Linked DNA regions of Mus musculus: regions 1, 2 and 4 are each linked to region 3. Evidence: chromatin contacts called from public HiChIP or PLAC-seq and promoter capture Hi-C data. All regions are on one chromosome and are shown on one strand. The core of a region is the stretch at or near the end of the contact, and the rest is flanking DNA. Distances in the headings are between cores, read along the strand shown. Region 1 overlaps Chpt1 (choline phosphotransferase 1). Region 2 holds the start of Sycp3 (synaptonemal complex protein 3). Region 3 holds the start of Spic (Spi-C transcription factor (Spi-1/PU.1 related)). Region 4 overlaps Mybpc1 (myosin binding protein C, slow-type).

Region 1 (5,524 bases), core at 2,221-4,720, 200 kb after region 3:
TTAAGATTTGGAAGGTAAGTATGTTTCTTAAGTTCTACATTTTACGATGCAACCAAATTCATTTTTATAATCTATAATGGCACCTGCTCATATCATGAAGTCAAAGCTGTGTTCAGTAATTAAAGTTCTTGTGATTTATCAGAATAGCCATGAGTGCCAAACCTACAACTGTTTTGGTATTCCGCATGTCATAGCTACGTTATTTGACAATAGTATTTTCTTCTAACCTTTATAGTTATATTATTTGACAATATTTTTTTTCTAATCTGCTCAGACTTATTAGTTCAAATAAGAATAGTTGTGATAGAAGAAAATAAAAGTTTTTATTTTATTTATTGTACCAAGGAATTAAAAAAGGGATATACAGTACCTAAACACTACTGGGCTCATAAAACAATGTAAGGATTTTTTTGTTGTTGAAGAAATTTAAATAAAAAACAAAAAATCCTTTGATAGTGTTATATATGTAGCCCTGTCTGGCATAAAATTCACTATATAGACAATAAAAGCAAATATGCCTTTAAATGACATGACAGAGGACAAAGTTTAATGTAAATTTCATTAAAGCCTTATGGTGAAGCTCATTTCTTATATATGCTCTTTACTTTCATCTAAAGAAAGGTCATTCCTTGATAACTACCCACTTTTCTGCTGCTTCTAGTCACTAGGTAAAACCCATGCCAGTTGTGGATAGGCCACATATAATTCTATGACTGTTACTGAAAATACTATAACACAGATATTGAGTCGTAAGTGTAATAGGTAAGAGTATTGACTTGGAGATAGTCAACTGTTCTAGGATAGTCAATTGTTCCAATACAGGCATTGAGAAATAATTTTAATTCCCACCTCTCACCCAAAGAAAAAAATCCAAAACAAAAAACACCTCTAAATAATTTATAGCTCATCTAACATACAGGTTTTTAGCAGATATTAACACTCCTCTTCTTTCTCTTCTGTAAAGTATCATACATATCATATGTGTGTTTACTTTGACCATTTCTCAGATAGGCTGGAAATTTGTGTTTGCTTGCCATTGATGTTGCAAATACTTGATGTCATTATTCACAGTTTTATTTGTGTGTTAAGAGTAAGTTCACTTTATTCCTTTAACTGTGCCCAAAATAACTCAGTCAAGAAGTTTTCTTCCGGGCTGGTGAGATGGCTCAGTGGGTAAGAGCACCCGACTGCTCTTCTGAAGGTCCAGAGTTCAAATCCCAGCAACCACATGGTGGATCACAACCATCTGTAACAAGATCTGACGCCCTCTTCTGGAGTGTCTGAAGACAGCTACAGTGTACTTACATATAATAAATAAATAAATCTTTTTAAAAAATGAAAAATTAAAAAAAAAGAAGTTTTCTTCCATATCTTTTAAAAAACCTAATTCCCTACCTTTACTATATTTGCTAAGAAATTATTATTCCTCTCATATCTAAAGACAGGTATCAAAGCAAAGATGCAAAAGTAGGTAGACAGAAAAATTTGAAATACAGGGGAAAATATGTAGATTGGAGATATGGACTTAGTATGTAAGAAGACAGATTTTATCTTAAGGAAAGACAAAATTGTTGAGAGGATTTGAAGCTGCAGATGAAATTCTGGAGCCAGTATTTTAGGAGCATGGTACTGCTTTAGCTATTTTTGAGAAATGACTATATGTAATATGGTATATGAGCTTATAAAATTGATAAAAACATTTACCGATATCATAATTAATCTTATTTTAAAACAAATACACAAATATGCATGTTTTATTAAAAACTAAGCAATGGGATTAGACAGGTAATCTCCGACCTGGGTTCCATGGCTCTTCATAGCTCTCTGTAACTCCAATTTCAGGGATCTAACACCTTTCTCCTTCTATGGGTACCAGGCATGCAGGTGGCACACAGGCACACGCTGGCAAAACACCCATACATAAAGTAAAGCAATAAAGACAAAAGCAGATTTGCATTCTAATGAGTTAGATGTGCTTATTTATTTTTACCTAAAGAATAAATCTTGATTATTTGATATTGAAGGACATAGAGCATCTTCAACATTTTCAGAGCCAATCATTTGTTTGCTTTTATAATTACCAGTGCTGATTTCACATAAATATATAATACAAATCGTCAGAAGTATGCTTAGGGCTATTATACAAATGACTTGTGTGGTGGTTTGAGTAAGAATATCCCATTTGTTCTTATATATTCTTATATTTGTTCTTTGGTTGGTCATTTGGGAGTGCCACTGCTTGATGAACTCGAGAGCTGTGGCCTTGTTGGAGTAGGTGTGGGTTTTTTGGGAAGAAGTGTGTCATTGGGGCTGAACTTTGGGGTTTCAAAAGCTCAAGCCAGGCCCAGTGTCTCTCTTTCTCTTGCTGTTGTCTGCTAATCCAGATGGAGAACTCTCAGCTCCCTCTCCAGCACCATGCCTGCTGCATGCCACCATGCCTCCTGCCATAATGATCATGGACTAAACCTCGGAACTTTAAATCAGCTCCAATGGAATGTTTTTTTTTATAAGAGTTGCTGAAGCACGGTGTCTCTTTACAAGAATAGAACATTGACTAAGACAACAGAAAATTCTTTCATAGTCCTAAATCAAGCTTCATCTAATGCCCTATTGAGAAACTCAAGTCAGCATCTCAAACGCAAAAAGAAATATTTAAAGTCATACATTCTAATACAAGTTATTGATTTGTTACTTACATACTAAGGAATGATTAGAGCAAACTGTTGTCTGTTTTTCATAATTAAACTACATGTTTCTCTACAAGCAGAAAACTTTGTATGAGTAATAAAAGCAATGCAATTTATAATGTCCAACAGTCTTAGCTCTGAACCAAGGCATCTCAGGCAGTGTTGGTTAGCACCACGTGGCGTGTCTACTGGTGCCGTGTGTGCATGTTTTGTGTTCAGAACAAAGGCTTTCGGGGAGTCACGGGAGGAAGCCTGGGTGAGCACAGCAGATACTCTAGAGTCCTCACGAGTCGACTGTGAACTATTTGTTGTAATGTTTTCAGAAACTTTATACTATTGCTGATTCTTTCGGCAGCCCCCATACTCAGTTATGTGGGTTACAACCCAGAGTTGAGGATCCAAGTTCTAGAAGGAAGCCTGGGAAGATACCTGTAGTGTGGGATCTTTGCTACTCCGCTTTATGCTTTCTGTGGGTCCTGCTTCCAGCCACTGCGCAGGGAATCTTTGGATCTGCAAACACACACATTAGCTTAGTTTTAATATGACATTTAGCTCAATGGTTGGGCACTTCTAATCCTCTGCTGGCTACCCTAGGCCCAATTGGGGAAGTATCCAGTGGCCACTTATCTGAAATCTCACGTGACTAGTTGGCTTTATCTCCTACAGCTCCTATGTCCATTCATATCCCACTGTTTCATGGTAATTTCACCTTCTCCTCCCCCTGTGTCCTAGCCCATGCAACTTTATCTCTCTTCACCCCTCCCCACCCTTCTCCCTTTGCCCAGCCATTGGCCATTGACATCTTTACTGATCGATCAAAAACCAGCACAGGACAAGGACCTTTAGCATTTGGGCCTGCAGATTCTCAAATGAATGAAAGCATGAGAACCAACCTCAAACAGACACCTAGCAAGATAAAGAGTCACAGTAAGACATAGAATCAGAATCTAGCAAAGTAGTTCACAAAGGAGAGTGACTCTCAAACATTATAAGCAGGTTATGCAAGATAATCACTGATATTGAACCATTGCATAATAGAAAGTCATTTGAGAATGTTGCTCAGTGGTAGAACACTTGCCTATCATGTGTAAGAACCTGGATTCAGTCCCTAGCACTGAAAAAGAAACCATTTGTTTAAACAATTTCAGTTGAATAATGGGGCCAACGGCTAGACTATAGTAAATTTAATGGCACTTATGAAGAGAGGAAAAGATTGTTGGTGTAGATGGATTTTTCAGTGCACCAACTTCTAGACCAGAACAGAAGAGTTTTACAATTTCTGAGGAGCATAAGCTAGGGGACTCATGTTGCTTGATTACTGCCTTTGAGAGAAATTTAAACATGTCTACACATGAAGCAACAAAATATCTGTAGGAACCAAAGAGTTATGGCGTTGGTAACTTAATAAGGAAAGCTGATAAATTCTACCTCATTCATGAAATTAACTTAAATGTTCAAGAAATTGCCTTAGGCAAGTCTGGAGAGATGATTCAGCAGTTAAGAGCACTGGCTGCTCTTCCAAAGGACTTAGGTTTGGTTTCTAGCACCCAGTTCACGACCATTTGCAATTCTAGTTCCAAGGGCTGTGACACCCTCTTCTGGCCTTTGTGGGTACCAGACAAACATATAGTGCATATTACATACATGAAGGCAAAACACCCATACAGGTAGGAAGATATATGCATGCATACATACATACATACATACATACATACATACATACATACATACATACATACATACATATGACAGTAAAGATGGCTCAGTGGGTGAAGGTGTTTGCTGCCACACCTGATGACCTGGGTTTGACTCCTATGACATACATGGTAGACAGAAACAACCTGCTCAGGTTGTTTTCTGGTCTCCATGGCACACATACACAAGCATATACACACGTACACACAATCATACAATCACTAAATAAGTGTATTAAAAGTTTAATTAAGGGCTGGTGAGATGGCTCAGTGGGTAAGAGCACCCGACTGTTCTTCCGAAGGTCCAGAGTTCAAATCCCAGCAACCACATGGTGGCTCACAACCATCCGTAACAAGATCTGACTCCCTCTTCTGGTGTGTCTGAAGACAGCTACAGTGTATTTACATATAATAAATAAATAAATCTTTAAAAAAAAAAAAAAAAAAAAGTTTAATTAAAAAGTGAACACTGCCGGCCATGATGGCGCAGGCCTTTAATCCCAGCACTTGGGAGGCAGAGGCAGGCGGATTTCTGAGTTTGAGGCCAGCCTGGTCTACAAAGTGAGTTCCAGGACAGCCAGGGCTACACAGAGAAACCCTGTCTCAAAAAACCAAAAAAAAAACAAAAAAAACAAAACAAAAAAAAAAAAGTGAACACTGATCACCAAGAAGAGGAAGAAGCAGAAGAAAAGAAAGAATAAATATTTGACTTGAGGCTGGGGGAGTGGCTCAGTGGGTAAAGTGCTTGTTGCACAGTCACGGGGCCTGAGTTCAAATCCCCAGGTCCCACATAAAGCCAGGTGTAGCAGCAGATATCTATAATCACAGTGCTTCCATGACAAGAAGGAAGGTGGAGACAGGAGAGTTCATAGAAATGTGCACAGCAAATGACAAAGACACTATTCTCAAACGAGACACACAGTGAAGCCTAACAACCAAGGTGACCTGTGACCTCCACATCACCTGCACTCACATACCATACATACCAATAATAATGACAACAGCCGGGCGTGGTGGCGCACGCCTTTAATCCCAGCACACGGGAGGCAGAGGCAGGCGGATTTCTGAGTTCGAGGCCAACCTGGTGTACAGAGTGAGTTCCAGGATAGCCAGGGCTACACAGAGAAATCCTGTCTCGAAAAA
Region 2 (6,194 bases), core at 3,204-5,703, 220 kb after region 3:
TTTCATATCATGAAAAAGGTTAAGAAAGTCTATGATGCTAAATTATATTTATGCAAAACCGTATAAAAACAAGGCATTAAAACAATATTCACATAGTGACCTTGTTTCCTATTATGCAATTATTATACAGTTTTAAACAATTTTCTTTAAATGATCCCCAAAAACATACCTCCAAATTTTTCCAGCATATTCTGTACTTCACCTCTGAAAAATTAACAGTTAAAAATTAAGATCAGGAATTCAGTGGTGGAACATTTGAACAATGTGCTCAAAGCCCTAGGTTTGATCCCCAGTACCATTTAAAAATAAAGCAAAAAAAAAAAAATCTTTAGAGATTCACAATATACTTGTGGGAGAAATACCACATATCAAATATTTTATATCACTACTTGCTAGATAAACTGAAGTAAACTTTTCTTAAAGTATTTTACTGAGCAAAGAAAACATCTGTGGGGCTTAGTGAAATAGGTCAGTTAAATGCTTGCTCTGCAAGTATGAACACCTGACATTCAACCTCCATACACACAAAGTATTCAGCATGCATGTGAGACACACACATACACACACACACACACACATGCATACCATCAAGTTCTTTTTTGTAACATCTTACCCAACATCTTCAATTATCCCAGCAGATCTTTTCTTTCCATGTTTATCAATTACTGGAGCCTTTTCTATATTGACAAAATAAATTGTGAAATTAAATATGCTATTTTGGTAAAGTTTAATGAAATCTATTTTCAGTCTTTTTGGGATCTTGTAACAAATTTTAAAAGGAGATAAATATTTTTTCAGAAAAATTAACTTACATCACAATTCATGACCCATTTTTTAGAAGCAAAGTTTCAAGTACTGTCATGTACTGTTTACATACTTGTTGGTACTGAAAAGAATACTCTTTGAAGTGTTACAACTCTGATACAGAGATAGGGAGATTTGATAAGAAACAAAGTATGGGAGCTGAAGAGATGGCTCAGAATTTAAGAGCACTGGCAGCTCTTCCAGAGGACCTAAGTTCAATTCCCAGCAACCATATGGTAGCTCACAACCATCTGTAATGGAATCTAATGCCCACTTCTGGCACACAGGTATATATTCAGATAGAGTACTCATATACATAAATAAATCTTAAACAACAACAAAGTTATATGAAAATGCTTCCTTAATTCAGTTTTTGTTGTTGTTGTTTTTGTATTTTTGTTTTTTGTTTTTTGTTTTTCGAGACAGGGTTTCTCTGTATAGCCCTGGCTGTCCTGGAACTCACTTTGTAGACCAGGCTGGCCTCGAACTCAGAAATCTGCCTGCCTCTGTCTCCTGAGTGCTGGGATTAAAGGCATGCGCCACCACGCCCGGCCTTAATTCAGTTTTAAGTGTAGCAAGTTCAAAATAAATGGACTCTAGAACATTGTTAATACCCAACAGTAGATATTTACCATCAGCAACATCTTCTTCTGAACCAGACAGATCTTTATCATCTTTCTCAAAGTCAAAGGCTTTTTTAGGCTGATCAACCAAAGGTGGCTTCCCAGATTTCCCAGAATGCTTTCTTCCACCAGGCACCATCTTTAGATGTTTGCTTGTTTAAAAAACAAAAAGACAGCAAAAAATCTTCAGATCTCTCAAACTGTTTGAATTCAAAGACATCGCCTAACTTTTTTTTTTTTTTTTTTTTTTTTTTTTTTGGTGGGGGCGGAGAGAAATGAGGGAACCTATGTGGAGGGCAGAGGCAACTTAAGTTAGCTCTCTTCCACCAACTGGGTCCTTGGGATCAGACTCAGGTCAGGCTTGAGAACAGGCACCTTTACTCACTGGGCCATGTTGCTACCTAGTATTTTTCCATTGTACTAAAAATTAACAGTTTATCATTTTATAAGGAAGAAAAAAACATAGTGATAGCTTTGACACTGACTCCCAAGTATCTTTCCACCTAGCCACTAGATCTGAATTTTGGCCCTATATACCTATATATTTTAATTGTTCATCTTAGAAAAGTAAAATCATGGTTACCCTCAGGATAAATCACAAGCAGTCCAAAACTTGGCTGTAGCAGTAGAAATCTACAACATATAGCTGTACAGGACTGAAGGTATAGCTCAGTTATATAATACCTATATAGGAGGCCTTGGGTTTCATCCTCAGCACTGCATAAATGCATAAAACACACAATGGTTATATAAAGAGTGGGCAACTGGGCTATAGCCCCAAGACTGTCTTAAGGGAAAAAGAAAAAACAAAACAAAGCACAAGTGGCACACACCAAGCATTCCAGTACTTAAGAGGTTGATACAGGATTACATAGACCAAGCCTGACCTTCAAAACAAAAAACTAGACCTTAGGAAAGTTATGCACCTATAAAAATTTCCATAGTATTAAATGAAAAGGGTCTTGCAGAAAAGGCACACTGGACACCCATAGGTCCTGCCCCCCACATCTCTCAGTACCCTCAGTCATAAGTGCCTTAGCTCCTAGCCCCTCAAATCCACCAGCTCCCCAACCCGTATGCTCTCATGTTTCCAGTCCTATCCCCACAATGCCTCATTCTTTCAGCCCCTATTCTCTCACCACTCAGTCCCCCAACCCACTAGCCCTCTCTAGTCCTTCATTCCTCCCAGGCCCTCATTTCAGAGATGTGCAGTCTCCCTTGCCCCAATCATTCACCCTTATAGCACATCATTATCTCTATTCCTTATGCCACCACCCAAACGTCTAGCCCTTCAGTTTCTAGTACCTGTCTCCTAACCTCTAAAGGCCATCATTTCCTCAGGCCCCAAGAACTTTATTCCATCAACCCTATAAAGTCCCCATCCCAAATTACCCCTAGATTAATTCCCTCACCCACTACCCCTAATTGCCACAGCCCCAACCCTTAATTCCCTCATCCCCAAACATTAAGTCTGTCATTCCCAACTCAATTTTAATGTTCTCAAACCTGATCCTTAATCTCCTTACTCATAATCCCTAATATTCACTCTCATTCTCTCTCTCTCTCTCTGTCTCTCTCTCTTTTGGTTTTTCGAGACAGGATTTCTCTGTATAGCCCTGGCTATCCTGGAACTCACTTTGTAGACCAGGCTGTAGATCCTAAACCAGAGAGAGTCCCATATCCAAACACTTAATTTTCTCAGTCTGACCCCTAAATTGCTATACTTCCTATTTTTAAGTTTCTTCATCCTAACCCCAAATTCCCTGATTCCTTACCTCCTAGTTGACCTATGCCACCTCCTCCTAATCCCCTTGGACAAAGGCCCTAATTCCCTAAACCCCATCTCTAAATTCTCTCAGGCCCACCCCCATTTCCCTAGGCCACAACCCTAATTTGCCAGATCCTACCCCCATTTCCCTAGGCCACCCCCCACCCCGTAGACCACACCCCCTAGTTTGCCAGGCCACACCCCCAGTCCCCTAGGTCCCGCCCCTAATTCGATAGGCCCGGCCCTTAACTCCCAGCTGCCAGCCTCCATTTCCCTTGGCGCGGACCCCAGTTCCTAAAGTCTTGCCTCTAACTTTCCTTAGCCCCTGGCTCCTAGGCCTGGACCCCTAATTCCCTACCGCAGCTTCCTAATCCCTTAGGTCCCAACCGCTAATTCCCTCGTCCCTGACCCTGAGCCCTTAGCCATGACCCCTAGCTCCCCAGGGGCCGCCTTCTGACTTCCTTAGCTCCTGACCCCTAATTCCTTAATTCCCGCAGCTCCCAAACCCCGATTTCCTAGGCCCGCCTCCTAATCCCCTAGGCTGCCATCTCTTCCTTCCCAAGCTTCGGCCTCCAGGTCCCCTTGACCCCTGACCCCTACTTCCCCATTGACCTCCGTTGGCCGTGACCTTTAATTCCCTCAGCCTGACCCTTCTTCCCTAGGTCCGGACCCCTACTTCCCTCAGCCCTGACCCCTAACTCCCCAGCCCTGCTTCCCGACTGCTTTAGCCCTTGACTCCTAGTTCCCTCGGCCCTGCCTCCTAATTGCCCGAGCCCACGACTCCAACTCCCTCAGCCACGACCAACTCCGTCAGCCTGACCCCAGTTCCTTCAGCCCAAACCCCAACTTCCTGCGCCGGACCCCCAACGTCCTGTGCCGGACCCTCGACTGCCTAGGCCCGAACCCCAACTCCCTAAACCCTAGGCCCGACCCCAACTTCCTGCCTGGATGCCCAACTCCCTCGGCCTGACCTCCGCTCCCCTCAGTCCCCGCCTGTCCCCCACCGGCCATGGTTGGCGACTGGCCTGCCTTGGTTGTGGCGCCTTCCCCCCTGGCCGGGACTCCTCCTCTTCCCGAGGCCCAGGCCCACGAAGGCCAAGCCGACCCGGCTTTCACTCCCCCATCTCCTTACCTCAGCGGCTCCGGTGAGCTGTCGCTGTCCCCACACCCTCGAAGCATCTGAGGAAACCTGGCCCTTGGGCAGGAGTAAATACAGTCCGGCCCCGACCAAGCTCTCTGCTGATTGGCTGAACGCCATGGGTACACACACGCTTACGTATAGCCCCGCCTCCTAGCACGTGCTCCATGCCCGTTCTCACGTGGGAGCCAACGGCAGGGACACGATGGGCGGGGCACTTCCATGATGGACACCTCACCTCTACCCTGAGAAGCAGCACTTTCCCGCTGTTCCTTCCTTCGCTTTAGGAAGTCTTATCCACAGCACACCCGACTCTCCCATCCCACCTGACCTGGCCATCTTTGCTCATGGATCCTCATTCACACCTATATGGAAACTATAAATTATCCATCTTCCCGTTTCCTGATGTCTTTGTTTGATTCTTTGTTGTTTTCTGATACGGAGTCTCAACTCTAACCCAGGCCGACTTCAAGCCCCATGGTAATCTTGCCATAGCTTCCTAAATGCTGGGATTATAGGAGTAAACCATAGCCGATTTACATTTTCTGAGTTTCGATAACACATATAGTCTTTAATATAGCAATACATCATAGTTTTCTTTATGCCTGAGCATTGCAATAACGAAAAAATTCAACATTTAATATAATATTCTGCAACTCACTTTTTATTCATTATTGCTATAAGAACCGCTGTTATTATAGATAGCCAGGACTAACATGCAAACAGGATTTATGGTACAGCAGTCACTAGAACAGAGTTTATAAGGTTTTTTATGCTAGCTTTTGATTTCTGAGTTTTTTCTGTGTTCATTTTCATATAAAAAATCATCATTACCTTGAGTGCTAAAAAATCATTCCTCTACAAGTTCCATGAGTCATTAAGTTTTTAAATATATTTTTAAAAATATTTTAATTAAAATATTTAAAAATATTTTAATATTTAAAATTTTAAGAAAAAATATTACCTTTTCTATAGAAACTGATGTCTCATAATTTATTAAGAAGTGTGTGCTCAGGGCCGGGCCTTGGTTGGCACACACTTTTAATCCCGGGAGTTCAAAGCCAGCCTGGTCTACAAAGTGAGTTCCAGGACAGCCAAGGTTACACAGAGAAACCCTGTCACGGGGAGAAAAAAAAAAGTGTGTGCTCAGAAACGGAGGAGGAGTGAATGGGGGAGGGGGAGGATTGGGAGGAGAGGAGGGAGGAAGAGTAACATATGAGAGAAGGATAAATAAAACATTTTTTTAAAACCGTGTTCCCTCCCTTTAATGACTGTGTCATACATATATCATGTCCCTGTTAGCTTTATGTCAAGAAAAATTTTGCTAGAACAACTGTACATATACAGCTCTCAGGGAAAAGGCTTTTGCCAATGCAAATGAAACAGCTCTGCTCATGCAGGCAGAAGTTTCCTTACTCTGTTTAGGCAGGGGAGGTTGCCCCAGTAGGTGTTACAGCTCTGCTGGGAAAGGTATCCTGGCAGTGGAGATTCAAGAAAAACCACAAAGTCACACTACACAACAGACCTCACACAAGAGATTTACTGGGAGGGAAAAATCCAGGAAGGCGGCTGCTTCTGTTATGGTGAGAAAAAGCAGGGAACTGGGCAGAAGTCAGGGTTATATAAAACTTCTTGGGGTAGGGGGGTCGGGGTGGGGAGGCGGAGCAAGGAGGGAGGAGGGCATTCTTTTCAGTGTGCCCCGGGATTGGAGCATTATCTGGCCTAATCTTGAGGCAAACTCTGGGATTGGTGGGATTTTGTGACCCGCTCTTGAAGCTCAGAGATTCGTAGGATTTCATGCTCAGGGAATTGGTGGGGTTTTGTTGTTGTTTTGTCTTTTTGTTTGTTTTTGTTTATTCTT
Region 3 (6,443 bases), core at 2,571-5,070:
TAGCACTTGGGAGGCAGAGCCAGGTGGATTTCTGAGTTCGAGGCCAGTCTGATCTACAGAGTAAGTTCCAGGACAGCCAGGACTATACAGAGAAACCCTGTCTCAAAAAAAAAAAAGTCTTTATATAACTAATTATTTTTAATTGAAATTAGTTTTTGTTTTCATACAATATATTCTGATTACAGGTTCTCCTCTCCCCAAAGATTCTCCCCACTTCGAAAATCTACACCCTTTCATTAGAAAGCAGGCACCTGAAAAAAAAAAAAAAAGAAAACAAAGGAAAAGCATAAGAATATATATAACCTAGAGACACGCATTCACACACAGAGAGACCTCATAAAGAAACAAGATCAGAAACCATAATGTAATAAAATAAAAGCCTAGACCAAACATTATGAGACTTGAAAAGAAAAAAGAGGGGCTGGTGAGATGGCTCAGTGGGTAAGAGCGCCCGACTGCTTCTCCGGTCTGTCCTCAACGTCTATGCTAGTTTAGTTATGTATTTTCCCTTTTATTTATTTTTTGTTTGTTTGTTTGTTTGTTTGTTTGAGGCTATCACTAAAGCAATTCTCTGTGTCAGCCTCCAGAGTGCTGGGAATCACTCTGAGTGTATCACCACACTCTGTTGAAGCCCTAGTGCTCTTACATTAATTTAAAATGCTGCCGGATGGGAGGAGTCACCAGGGACCATGAAGGACAGAAGCAAGGGAGCTGAGCAGAGGTCCTAGAGTGTTGAACTCAGGTCATCAGGCTTGGAGGCAAGCGTTCTACTGGCTAAGCCATCTCACAAGTGGATACAGTTTAAACAAAACAAAAGGAAATGAGAAGGCCAGAGGAGCAAGAGAGGAAACTGTGTTCCCATCAGTTGTTTTTACTGCAGGGATCACTGGTCATGTCTTTGTCTTCTCAAGTAGATTTTCTGGCTACAATTTGTGTCTTCTATTTCTCCAGCCATGGAGTCTGTGCTTCAGAAGAGATGTTCCTACAGGGAAGTCCACTGTCCTAGTCTCAAATCTGTATTAAAATTTTTAGATGGGGCTGGAGAGCTGGCCCAGTGGTTAAGAGCACCGACTGTTCTTCCAGAGGTCCTGAGTTCAATTCCCAACAACCACATGGTGGCTCACAACTAGGTGGGCAGTGGTTGTGCACACCTTTAATCCCAGCACTTGGGAGGCAGAGGCAGGCAGATTTCTGAGTTCGAGGCCAGCCTGGTCTATAGAGTGAGTTCCAGGACAGCCAGGATTACACAGAGAAACCCCACCTCGAAAAAACCAAAACAATCAACAACAACAACAAAAAAAACAAAACCAAAAAGAAAAAAACCCTTTTACATGAGGGTTTCAAATGTCCACCATCTGATGGTGGCCAAGGTTGGGAGGAATCAGAAGAGGCAATAATGAGAAGAGAAAGTACAGGCCAAGGCTACACAGAGAAACCCTTTCTCGAAAAACAAAACAAAACAAAACAAAAAAACAAAAACAAAAAAACAAACCAAAAAACAAAAAACTGTATGTCTCCAACATGGGGGAAGACTTGGTGGGGCTTGGGATCCAATAAAAATAAACCAACGTGAGAGATTCGGGTTCTACTTTGTTACTTTAAAGTCTACATTTGATAAGAGGAGCTGTTCACTGTATTTGCATGACAGACAGTCTCAGGCAGGAAACTTGTTCCATCTCAAAGGTGAGCACACGCCCTTCTTGACCTTCCCACCCACAAGATTTACTGATTCTTTTGTTTACTTGCTTGTTTGGATGTCCCCCGGCCAAATGGGAAAGTGCTTAAAAGTAGGTCCAAGTCAAGTCTGTGTCAGTCAAACCAGAGGATGCCAGAGGAGTTTGTCCCCATCTTGCACTGGCGGACACAGTGTTGGACAGGTAAGTGAACTGGATGCATGGGAAGGGTGTGTACCTAACCTTAGAGCTAAGTAAGCTTTGCTGCTCTTCATCCATGCCTGCAGTATCTGAGAAACATCAGCTATCCAGAGAGTGGATCATTTAGGTGCCCTTCTGTGTAAAGCAATCTCAATGCCAAGGAAAGAGAATAGTCTAGATTTCTAGGTCTTTCTCCTTCTCCTTTTCTTGCTTCTCTTATCCTCCCCCCATCTCTCTCTCTATCACACACACAGACACACACTTTGTGTGTTTAGACCAGGAGATGCAGGGTGGGCTGGGCATCGCCATGTAGCTGTACAGATGGCAGATGGTTGTGATGGGCACACTGTGGCTGATGTCACACTGTGACTGATGGCATACTGGATGATGGCACACTGTGGATGATGGCGCACTGTGACTGATGGCACACTGGATGATGGCACACTGTGGGTGATGGCACACTGTGGATGATGGCACAGTGGATGATGGCACAGTGGATGATGGCACACTGTGGATGATGGCACAGTGGATGATGGCACACTGTGGATGATGGCACAGTGGATGATGGCACACTGTGGATGATGGCACACTGTGGATGATGGCACACTGGATGATGGCACACTGTGAATGATGGCACACTAGATGATGGCACACTGTGGATGATGGCACACTGTGGATGATGGCACACTGTGGATGATGGCACACTGCGGATGATGGCACACTGTGGATGATGGCACACTGTGGATGATGGCACACTGTGGATGATGGCACACTGGATGATGGCACACTGTGAATGATGGCACACTAGATGATGGCACACTGTGGATGATGGCACACTGCGGATGATGGCACACTGTGGATGATGGCACACTGTGTAGCTGATGAGCACACTATAGCTGAAGAGCTCACTGTAGCTGATGGTTGTGAGCCATCATATGGTTGATGGGAATTGAGCTCCAGCCCTGCTTGCTCCAGCCCAAAGATTTATTTATTATATGTAAATGCACTGTAGCTGTCACCAGAAAAGGATGTCAGATCTCATTATGGATGGTTGTGAGCCACCTTGTAGTTTGCTGGGACTTGAACTCAGGACCTTCGGTAGAGCAGTCAGTGCTCTTAACGGCTGGGCCATCTCTCCAGTCTGCAGCCAGTGTTCTTAACTTCTGAGTCATCTCCCCTTTTCTTTTCCTTTCTTTTCTTGAGTTGTAGCCCTTTCCTTCTTGTGATGTGATGTAGCCCAGGCTGTTCTTAAACGTACAGTGGTCCTCCCGCCTCTCCTGAGTAGTACGTAAGCCTGATACTGAGTGTGATACTACAATTAGTCTTTTGAAGGAGTCAGTTCTCTCTTCCACTCTGTAAGTTTGGGAGCTGAACGTAGCTCATCAGGTTTGAACGTAAGAGTCTTGACTTTGTCTCAGGTCTCCTTTAAACTCCCTCTTGAGTCAACTGTGAGAACTAAGCTTTAGGTTGGTCACACCAAATGCTGTCATGTGGGGGCTGGGGCTCTAAGTCTCAAAGGAAGGGTTACAATCAAGTGCTGGTTTATTGTGGGGAGCCTGATCTAAAGGGCTCGTAGGCAGGCTGTTGAGAAGAAGTCCATAGTCTAGAGTGTGAAGTCCAAAACTGGGAGAGATGATATAAGTGAGAAAAGAGGGGTGGCTAAGGTCAGAGGTTTCTGGATGGAGTTAGCAGCTCAGAGGAGTGAGTGGAGTGTTGGGGGGGGGGGGAGAATGTTGTGGGGACTGGGTGCTGAGCCTTGAGTTTGATTCTAATGCCCCAGAGAATGCTAACTATTACATGTCCTTTCAAAATAATAGCCCCTGGTGTCTTACTTGGTCACATCAAGAAGTAGAATTATGCAGGCACTGTGCCTTTTAAAAAAAATCCCCTTTGCAGCACTTCCTTAAAAAATAGCTATTTAATGCGACTCTGCCAGGGTGTTGTTGATAGCGTCCTTGACATTTCAGTACAGATATCGCCACTTGGTTTTCCTGGTAAGTGTTCAGTTTATGTCTTCCCTGAACCTTTGTATTAAGTGTTCCATTTTCTCCTTGGGATGAATGTTTCTTGGGCTATTGTTTTACTGTCTGTTCCGCTGCGAGAAATAGTAAGCCATTGATAAGCTAAAGCTGAATCATCAGTTGAAATACTGCTTGGAATGGAAAGGCAGGCTTGAGGCTGTAGAGGCTGTGGGTCTTTATAACACAAACTCTAATTAAACTGATTAAGCTCCTTTATTTACAGTTCATAGAAACCTTGTTTTCGGGAGCTAGTAAAAAGAGTTTGCTTCTATTCTCATACTCTAGGCGCTGTTAAAGAGTGAGTTCAAAATACAATAACCTTCAGCACTACAGGGTGAGGTCATAGTTTAAAAGTCATGAATGGCTTTTTAAAAAATACCTAACACTGATAGTATTCATTTGATGGGTGGGCTAGCGCACGACGACAATCTCAGCATTTGGGAGGCTGATACAAGAAGATTGGCAAGTTTAAGACCAGTTTGGACTACAGAATGAGTGTGTGATCTTAGACCAGGCTACACTGTCATTGTGTGAAAAGAGTAAAGAGATCACCCCCCACCCCACCCCCAAAAAAAGAACATAGCCTAAACTATAATTTATACATTTTCTTTTCTTTTTTTCTTTCTTTTTTTTTTTTTTTTTTCGAGACAGGGTTTCTCTCTATAGCCCTGGCTGTCCTGGAACTCACTCTGTAGATCAGGCTGGCCTCGAACTCAGAAATCCGCCTGCCTCTGCCTTCCAAGTGCTGGGATTAAAGGTGTGCGCCACCAACGCCTGGCTTCTTATGTTTTCTTTTAAGTGATCTAGTGCAAAGATGATGTATTGTCATCTCACTGTATTAATCAGTATTAAATGTTGAATATTAAGTAATACTAAAGAGTATCAGCTAGGATTACAGGGTAAGAACTTGAGCCTATGTTTAATGATGAAGTAATCTGTGTTAAAGTCCCACACTTTCTTATGTGGCTTTTCTTTGTTACACCATTCAGCAAGTCACATGAGGATGGAGAACTTAAGGTCATCTCTGACAACCGGTGTCTTAGAGAAAATACAAATCTCAAGAAGGGATAATAATAGCGTGAATCTTTCTTCCTTGAGAAAAAAAGAAAAAGTCACACACAGCCTCTAACTCACAGAAACCCAGTGTTTACTGGAACTCTACACCACCATGCCCCGTGTATAAAATAAGTCGTTGGAATTCTTAAATATGTTCCAGTTATTTCTGTGTCATCAATTACGCAGCGACAGTGATTAACATCAGCTGTCTTCACATTTAAGAAGTTAGAGGAGCCGAGTCAATGGCTCTGCAGGCAAATGTGCTTCTGCTGTGAACTTGAAGACCAGAGTTTAAATTTCCAGAACTCCCACTAGTTAGGTTTTTGCTGCCTGAGTACAAAGTCATCTGGGAAGAAGAAACTTAATTGAGGAAATGTCTCAATTAAGCTGGCTTATGGGTCAGCCTGTAGATCTTTTTATTAATTAATGATTTTATGTGAGAGGGGCTTTGACCACTGCAGGTGATGCTACCCCCCTCGGCAGGTGGTCCTGAGTTAGGTAAGAAAGCGAGCAAGCTGAACAAGTACATCCTCTGTGGTGTATGTCCTGACAACCCTGGATGATGTCAAAGGAAGGTTAGATGAAATAAAGCCTTGTCTCTCAAGTTGCTTTGGTCAGGGTGTTTTATCCTAGTACCAGAGACCAAACGAGTATAGTTTGTCAGGGTGTGGTAGCCTCCTGTAACCTCGAGACATGAGACAGGCGGCACCAGCTGGTTAACTAGACCCAATCAGCAAGCTCTGGGGCACATGAGAGATCCTGCTTCCTTATGTAAGGAAGAGAGTGGCGGAGGAAGACACTGGGCATCAACTTCTGCTCTCTATACATAAGCATGCAAGAGCAGCTTCATGTGCATGCCTGCTCTCTCTCTCTCTCTCTCTCTCCCTCTCTCTCTCTCTCTCTCACACACACACACACACACACACACACACACACACACACACACACACAGTGATAGAAAAGTGAAATATTCAGATTGTGGCATCTTGCATTCATAACATTTTCAAAAAAACAAAAACAAAAACAAAAACAAAAAAAAAAAACCCAAAAACCAAACTAAACCAAAACATTTCCTGGGCCAGGTGTTCATTTAGAATCAAATTAAAAACTACTTTTCTTTTAAGGCCATATCAGTAATCCCAGCACCCAAGAGGCTGAGGCAGGAGAATTGGAGGTCATTCTAGGTTACAGGCTGAGACCTTGTCTCGCAAAACAAAAACAAAAATAAAAACAAAAACAAAGCAAAAGGCAAATAATAAATGTTAGCCTATCTGGAACTGTTTTATTTAATTGGTCTTTCTCTCCTGCCTTCCCCAGAACGTGTATTGAACTCAGAGCCTGCTGCAAGCCAGTGTGCACGCGCTTACTCGCTGACATTTCCGCAACCCAAGACTCTTCAATTCATGAATAATGGTCAGTCGGCATTTTTTTAAAAAAATTCTTAATTTTTGAAACTAATGACTTTTCTTTTTGAGACAGGGTAAATGTATCA
Region 4 (5,920 bases), core at 1,333-3,832, 140 kb after region 3:
CTGTGTAACAGTTCTGACTATCCTAAAATTCACTCTGTAGACCAGGCTGACCTTGAACTCACAGAGATCTGCCTGTCTCTGCCTCCCCAGTGCTGAGATTACAGGCCTGCGAGACCACCTCCCAGGGTTAAACTGCACACTTTTCAGACTTTTTACAATGAGAGCATCCATAGGTTGCATCCAATCCTCACTGATCCATGGCCCATAAACCTAAGAACTATTACTCTTTGGCATATGTAGCCAAAGCCAGTTATTTCCTTTGTGGTTTCTTTTATATTTAAATGTAGCATTATTAAGATGCTATATTTTGTTCTTTTTGAAGTTATGAGAAAGAATAATGGACGCTTGCATGCATAATAAGCAGGTTGTATTTGTAGAGATACTTCATATAATCGAAACCACATCTGACTTGGGTCAATGAATATAGTAACACCTTCCCCATACCCTGTCCCTCTCTTCCTCCCTCTCCTATATGAAGTAAGTGAAGGATAAAGGACAGATGTCTCTTCAGTTTGGGTCATGTATACTCTATACCCTTGCAAAGTGTTAGACCTGTGCTTTCTTCTTTCCTTAGAATCCACAAGTTAGTCATAGCCAATGCTCTCATTGAAGATGAAGGTGAATATGTATTTACACCAGATGCCTACAATGTTCCTTTGTCTGCCAAAGTTCATGTCATCGGTGAGTAGATCGAAGGAATTATTGTATAGCTGACCACTTGTTTGCTTATCTTGGACTCTAATGTATGAAAACAATATGACTTAAAAGATACATCAAGTGCTGTTATTCATTATAAGTGGTTGATTTGTAAACATGACAAGAAGCAGTTTTCTAGGGTACCAAGCACCAACTGCCATGATGACTCATGACTCATATGTGTGTATGTGTGTATCATACATATATATGTAAATATATATATCATGTTTTACCCAGGTTAAAAACTGATTGTTACCAGTACTTATCAGTAGTCAGTCACTAGCCAAAATACCACATGGAAATGTCTATGTGATAACAAAAGCCCTGCTGACTATTCCAGACCCTCCCAAGATCATCCTGGATGGCCTGGATGCTGATAACACAGTGACAGTGATAGCTGGAAGCAAGCTTCGCCTGGAGATTCCTGTCACAGGGGAACCACCTCCCAAAGCCATCTGGAGCCGAGCAGATAAGGTTTGTTACACTCACATGCTCTGAGCACAATGCTCACACACAAACGCCACACATGTGCAAGCATGTGCATGCACATGACCTGACCCTGTGATTCAGGTGCAGAGAAGAGGCACAAATCAAGTGTATGCTACAGCCAGGTGTCGTAGTTCGTGTCTTTAATCCCGACACTGGAAACAAACACAGGCAGGCTTCTATGATTTGGAAGCTAGCCTGGCCTACATAATGAGTTCTGGGACATTCAAAGCTACAGTCAAAGAGTGAGACCCTGTCTAAACACAACATACAGAGAGAGAGAGAGAGAGAGAGAGAGAGAGAGAGAGAGAGAGAGAGAGAGAGAGAGAGAGAGAGAGAGAGAGAGAGAGAGAGAGAGAGAGAAAACAAAAAAAATAGTCCAAAAAAAAGTTCATTATGGATATAATTCCTCTGAAAAGAGAATAAAAACTGATTTTTGCATGAATCCATTAATCATTTGTTTTTATATTTCTAGCCACCTACTTATTTAGCTAAGCCTGATTCTGTGACTTATGAACACAGTCCCACCTTATATTCCATGGATGCCATGGAGCAGGAAGGAAGAAAAGAAGTAAAATAGAGAAGGAAATCACTTTGCATAGTAAAGAGTGCAGTGGAAATAACAGGACATGCTAAGCTGGGTATGGTGTCCCGTTCCATAACAATTACACTGACTAAGATAGGAGTATTCACTATCAAAGGACAGTAAAGGCTACCTAAAAAGACCCTGTCTTTAACACACACACACACACACACACACACACACACACACACTAAGCAAAATGAAAAACCCAAGAGCATATTGTGATAGTAACTGGGCAGAGTGTCACCCTCACCCACCTAAGCCTCCATGATTGACAGTAAGAGACTCCCCTCCCTGAATTCCGAAGGGAAGTGATCTCCTGGTGTAGGCCTTGCAAGCACCAAGGTCAAGGACAGGGAATGAGCTTAATTAGTGTGTGGGAGGCCTAGAAAGCCACTGCTGCTGGGTGGAGACCAGGAGAAAACAAAAGATGGGGACTTGGGGGGGAAGGGGGTAAAGTGTCTCAGTTTAAACAATCCCTGGCTTCCTGGGGGCGGGGTTGCAGGGGAGACTAAAGGCAGAATTTAAGACTTTTACTTGCAGAGAAATGGAACCACAGGAACCCAACTTAAATTCTCACACAGAGAGTAATCCCCAAATTAACAAAACCGTGTGAACAGTTAATTTCTGGACATCTGAACCAGGTCAAGTTATAAAAAGCGATGGCTCAGAATATAACAATAAGTAAGGATATCCTACACTGCCTTGCTTACTGCCTTGGGAGAATATTCCAATGGTAGTGACAGGGGGGGCTAGTAGGGGGTAGAGCCTTTGCCTGACATGCATGAAGCCCCGGGTCTGGTTCCTAGCAGAGGAAAGAGGAGGGAGGGAGATATTTCAATCCAGGTAACATACAGGGGGTAAACACCCAGACATAACCTAAAGACCGTTTAGGGCTTTTTCATACAAGAAGCCCAGGGAGGCAGGAGATCATGCACTGGAGTGGAAGCTGCTCAGATGGAGCCCTGGGGTGTGGGGGCCAGTATGGTGACATGTGCCTTTATTCCCAGTACTCTAGAGGCAGAGGCATGAGGATCTCTGGGAATTCAAGGCTGGTCTGGTCTACACAGCAAGTTCCAGACCAGTCAGGGCTATGCAGTGAGCACCTGGCTTAGGAGATCAGAGGTTGGGGGATGTAGCTCAGCGGTTTAAGAATTTAACACAGCAGAAAATCAAAGAGTACAGCTGCCAGCTCAGCTTTTCCCTGCCACTTGGGATCAGTCATCTTTCCACATCCTTATCCAAAGTGGAAACTTAAGGCTGAGAGTTGGCTCAGTGGTTCAGAGCACTTGTTGCTCTTGCAAAGGACCCAGGGAGTCCGTTCCCAACATCGACATAGCTGCTAACAACCATCTATGACTCCAGCTCTGGGAGATCTGAGGCTGTCTTCTGACCCTCAGGAATACTGGATATCCATGGTGCACAGACATATGCACGCAGAACAACACACCCATAAAGTGAAAGTAAATACATCTTTTAAAAATGGAAACTTAATATTAAACAGAGTGGAAGATTATCCTGGCACCATCTTCCAACACTGCTCACCCGCTGCCATGTTTTTTTGGTTTTTGCGTTTTGCCTTGCTTGTTTTTTGGAGATAAGATCTCACTATGTAGCTCTGGCTGGCCTTGAACTTGCAGATCACAGAGATCTGCCGCCAGAGTGCTGGGGTTAAAGATGAGTGCCCCCACTCCCAACCTTTTCAACGTGTTCCCGTTTTCTCAAGATATCCATGCAAATGAAATCCATGAGTCTCTGATATTAGTTGGCATCCCAAAAGGACACCTCCCTTGTATTTTTCTGTCCTTGGCTTTCTTTGGGAAAGCTTCTAGTTAACAGACTTTTGAATCCAGCCCCGGCTCTCTGCCTCTCAGCAATGTGGGCTTGAGCACATGAAGTCTGGGTTCCCTCCTGGGTAAATGGAGTAGATTGACCTGACAATGTACAGGTCAGACACTTGGGCCCGCCTGGCTGAGGTCCTCAGATACTCTAGAGTGGCTCTTGTCAATCCATCACATCGTGTTTGCTTCTTCCTTTTCAGGCTATTATGGAAGGCAGTGGTCGGATCAGGGCAGAATCCTACCCTGACAGCAGCACACTGGTCATTGACGTGGCAGAGAGAGACGACTCTGGTGTGTACAACATAAATCTGAAAAATGAGGCTGGAGAAGCACATGCAAGCATCAAGATTAAGGTTGTGGGTAAGTTCTCCAGGAGAACAAGCCTCTTAGACTCCGACAGGAGGAAACCACACATAGCTTTATTTTACCAACCAGCATCTCTCTTTTACTACCTTTGTTGTTTTTCTTTGTGTTACCTTCCTTCCTCTTATTTTTCTCCTCTGTTTTCTCATCTAGAGAACTCACTGGAGAAACTAAACAGTTAGGGGTGTTTGGGACTATTGGTTATACCTCTACAAAGTCATCATCCCTTTGGGTGCCCTTCAAAATCTTTAAGCACTTTTTTTTTTGCAATAAAGATATAATTACAATATTTTACCTCTTTTCCTCCATCCAGAATCTCCCACACCCTATAACTCCCTCTCAAATTCATGGACACACACATACACCTACATATGTAGAAATACAACCTGTGTGGTTTCAGGACTGACAACTTGGTGTTGGATAACCACTTGGGGTCTCATCCCTGGGGAAGAATATTTCTCCCACTCTCAGAGTCTCTTAGTTGCCTGTGTAGTTCTTTGTGTATGGATGAAGTCCCATGAGATTTCCCCCTTTTGTGTTAGCACATTTACTGCTGTTCTTGTTTGGGTCTTGTTTAGGCTGCATATTATTAAGGTATCATGGGTGAGGCTTCCTTGTTTTCTAGGAGCACAATGTAACAGCAGATGCCCTGCTCCTTCAGCTCTTATAATCTTTCCATCCCCTCTTCTGCAATGTTCCCAGAGTCTTGGGGTTTAGGCTTGTGTTGTAGATGTATCAACTGGTGCTGGGCATCCCATGATCTTTTGCATTTTGAACAGTTGTGGTAGTTGCAAAGAGAGGTTTTCTTTGCTGCATTGTGAGAACTCATTTGTGGTCATAAAGATAAGTAGTTAGAATGCAGAATTGTACTGATTTAGTTAAATGCCAGTAACGGGTTCTCCTCTGAGACCCATGACCTCACTAGCTCTGGGTAGTTGCTTTTGGGTACCAATTGAAACACAATTGCTAATCAGTGATCATGAGGAATGGTAATCATGTGCATTGATCCTTAGCTTTCTAAATGCATTTTAGCTCAGCTAAAACCCAGTGACTTGAGTCTACCTGACTATTAGTGTTCCAGATTCTCCTGGACCCCTCTTCTCACTTCAGATTTCCTTGAGGAACCATTATTTTAAAGTGACCCCAAATTAGTCACTTTATCAAAAGCTTAAAACTATACATTAACATAGTGTCTTGCCAATTCTGAGTTGAATTTCTCCAATCAACATCTTGAATCTTCTATTTGATATAAAATTGACAATAATTAGTCCTTGGTTTCCCTCTGCTGGAAGTTAATTTTGTAATTAAAAAAAAAAAAAACCTATGTCTAAGATCTAGGTGATAATTTCTTTGCACTACTTTCAGAGTAAAGAACAGGGGTGTCTGGTTGCATGTGGAATGTGTCCTTTAATGTGACAGTTTTCAAGGACTTGTAGATATTGTTTGTTGATTTTCACTGAGCTTTCCCCTTTATTTATGTAGGCATGATTTTTAGGGCCACTTTATGGGATTCTCCCTTCCAATCCTTACTGCACCCTAAGCCCTGCCAACCCCCAACACTAGGTAGAGAGAAAGTTATAGAGAAAAGGTGTCATAGACTTCTTTAGACTACTTCTTATTGATTAGGGGCATCAGGTTCCTTGGGTCAAGTGCAGTCTTCATCATGACGATATTCAGTTTCTCCTTCTCATCTCTTTGCTCAAGACCACTTGACAAACTGCAGCAACAGGAACCAGCAGCAGCAACAGCAGCAGCCTCCTCAGATGGAATGCCTGCCCCAGTCCCTCTTGGGGGCTCTAGCATTTATATATACCCTCTGAAAGGTTCCCAGAGTTCCAAGTGTAAACTATCTGCAGCTGGGCAAAAGTCACTCTCCTAGTAGAGCACAAGGCAAATCATAATCACCTGCTGTGAAGCAGCCTCTAATCCCACACCTGAGATTACAACAAAA

The links. Promoter capture Hi-C pulls out the DNA fragments that hold promoters and counts their contacts. HiChIP or PLAC-seq counts read pairs in DNA pulled down with a chosen protein or histone mark.
Region 1: a promoter capture Hi-C map of liver shows a contact between it and region 3, with 2.6 times the contacts expected there. The contact joins the enhancer-like site here to the promoter of Spic in region 3. A contact is called at or near these places in 10 of 39 promoter capture datasets (the 3T3-L1 cell line, HPC-7-derived erythroid cells, cranial neural crest and 6 more), 2 of 484 Hi-C or Micro-C datasets (bone marrow-derived macrophages and brown adipocytes), 1 of 115 datasets of contacts at active chromatin or transcription factors (embryonic stem cells) and 4 of 9 other capture datasets (adipose tissue, embryonic stem cells, macrophages and 1 more).
Region 2: a promoter capture Hi-C map of hematopoietic stem and progenitor cells shows a contact between it and region 3. The contact joins the promoter of Sycp3 here to the promoter of Spic in region 3. A contact is called at or near these places in 16 of 39 promoter capture datasets (the 3T3-L1 cell line, 3T3-L1-derived adipocytes, the C10 cell line and 12 more), 2 of 484 Hi-C or Micro-C datasets (bone marrow-derived macrophages and forebrain), 1 of 115 datasets of contacts at active chromatin or transcription factors (embryonic stem cells) and 5 of 9 other capture datasets (adipose tissue, embryonic stem cells, liver and 2 more).
Region 4: an H3K27ac HiChIP or PLAC-seq map of embryonic stem cells shows a contact between it and region 3, with 14 read pairs. The contact joins the enhancer-like site here to the promoter of Spic in region 3. A contact is called at or near these places in 20 of 39 promoter capture datasets (the 3T3-L1 cell line, 3T3-L1-derived adipocytes, the C10 cell line and 13 more), 5 of 15 datasets of contacts at CTCF or cohesin (CD8 T cells, embryonic stem cells, large pre-B cells and 2 more), 93 of 484 Hi-C or Micro-C datasets (the AtT-20 cell line, B cells, the BV-2 cell line and 35 more), 9 of 115 datasets of contacts at active chromatin or transcription factors (bone marrow-derived dendritic cells and embryonic stem cells) and 5 of 9 other capture datasets (adipose tissue, embryonic stem cells, liver and 2 more).

Annotation. Positions count from the first base shown.
Region 1 is chr10:88,482,872-88,488,395 of GRCm38.p6, reverse strand. It overlaps Chpt1 (choline phosphotransferase 1), which reads left to right. Exons shown (of 8, transcript NM_144807.3): 3 at 1-14. Among named protein-coding and RNA genes, the nearest start is that of Chpt1, 18 kb to the left of the region's middle. Within about 2 kb of position 3,470, at least 5 of the 459 cell types and tissues checked have an H3K27ac peak or open chromatin away from gene starts, as enhancers often do. A contact at or near this core is called in liver, where this site is marked.
Region 2 is chr10:88,457,846-88,464,039 of GRCm38.p6, reverse strand. Sycp3 (synaptonemal complex protein 3) reads right to left here and starts at 4,453. Exons shown (of 9, transcript NM_011517.2): 1 at 4,328-4,453; 2 at 1,437-1,579; 3 at 614-677; 4 at 170-204. The coding sequence starts at 4,374.
Region 3 is chr10:88,680,400-88,686,842 of GRCm38.p6, reverse strand. Spic (Spi-C transcription factor (Spi-1/PU.1 related)) reads left to right here and starts at 3,820. Exons shown (of 6, transcript NM_011461.3): 1 at 3,820-3,868; 2 at 6,269-6,364. The coding sequence starts at 6,362.
Region 4 is chr10:88,544,018-88,549,937 of GRCm38.p6, reverse strand. Mybpc1 (myosin binding protein C, slow-type) reads left to right here. Exons shown (of 29, transcript NM_175418.5): 15 at 575-681; 16 at 1,037-1,170; 17 at 3,807-3,966. Among named protein-coding and RNA genes, the nearest start is that of Chpt1, 43 kb to the right of the region's middle. Within about 2 kb of position 2,582, at least 14 of the 459 cell types and tissues checked have an H3K27ac peak or open chromatin away from gene starts, as enhancers often do. A contact at or near this core is called in embryonic stem cells and primordial germ cells, where this site is marked.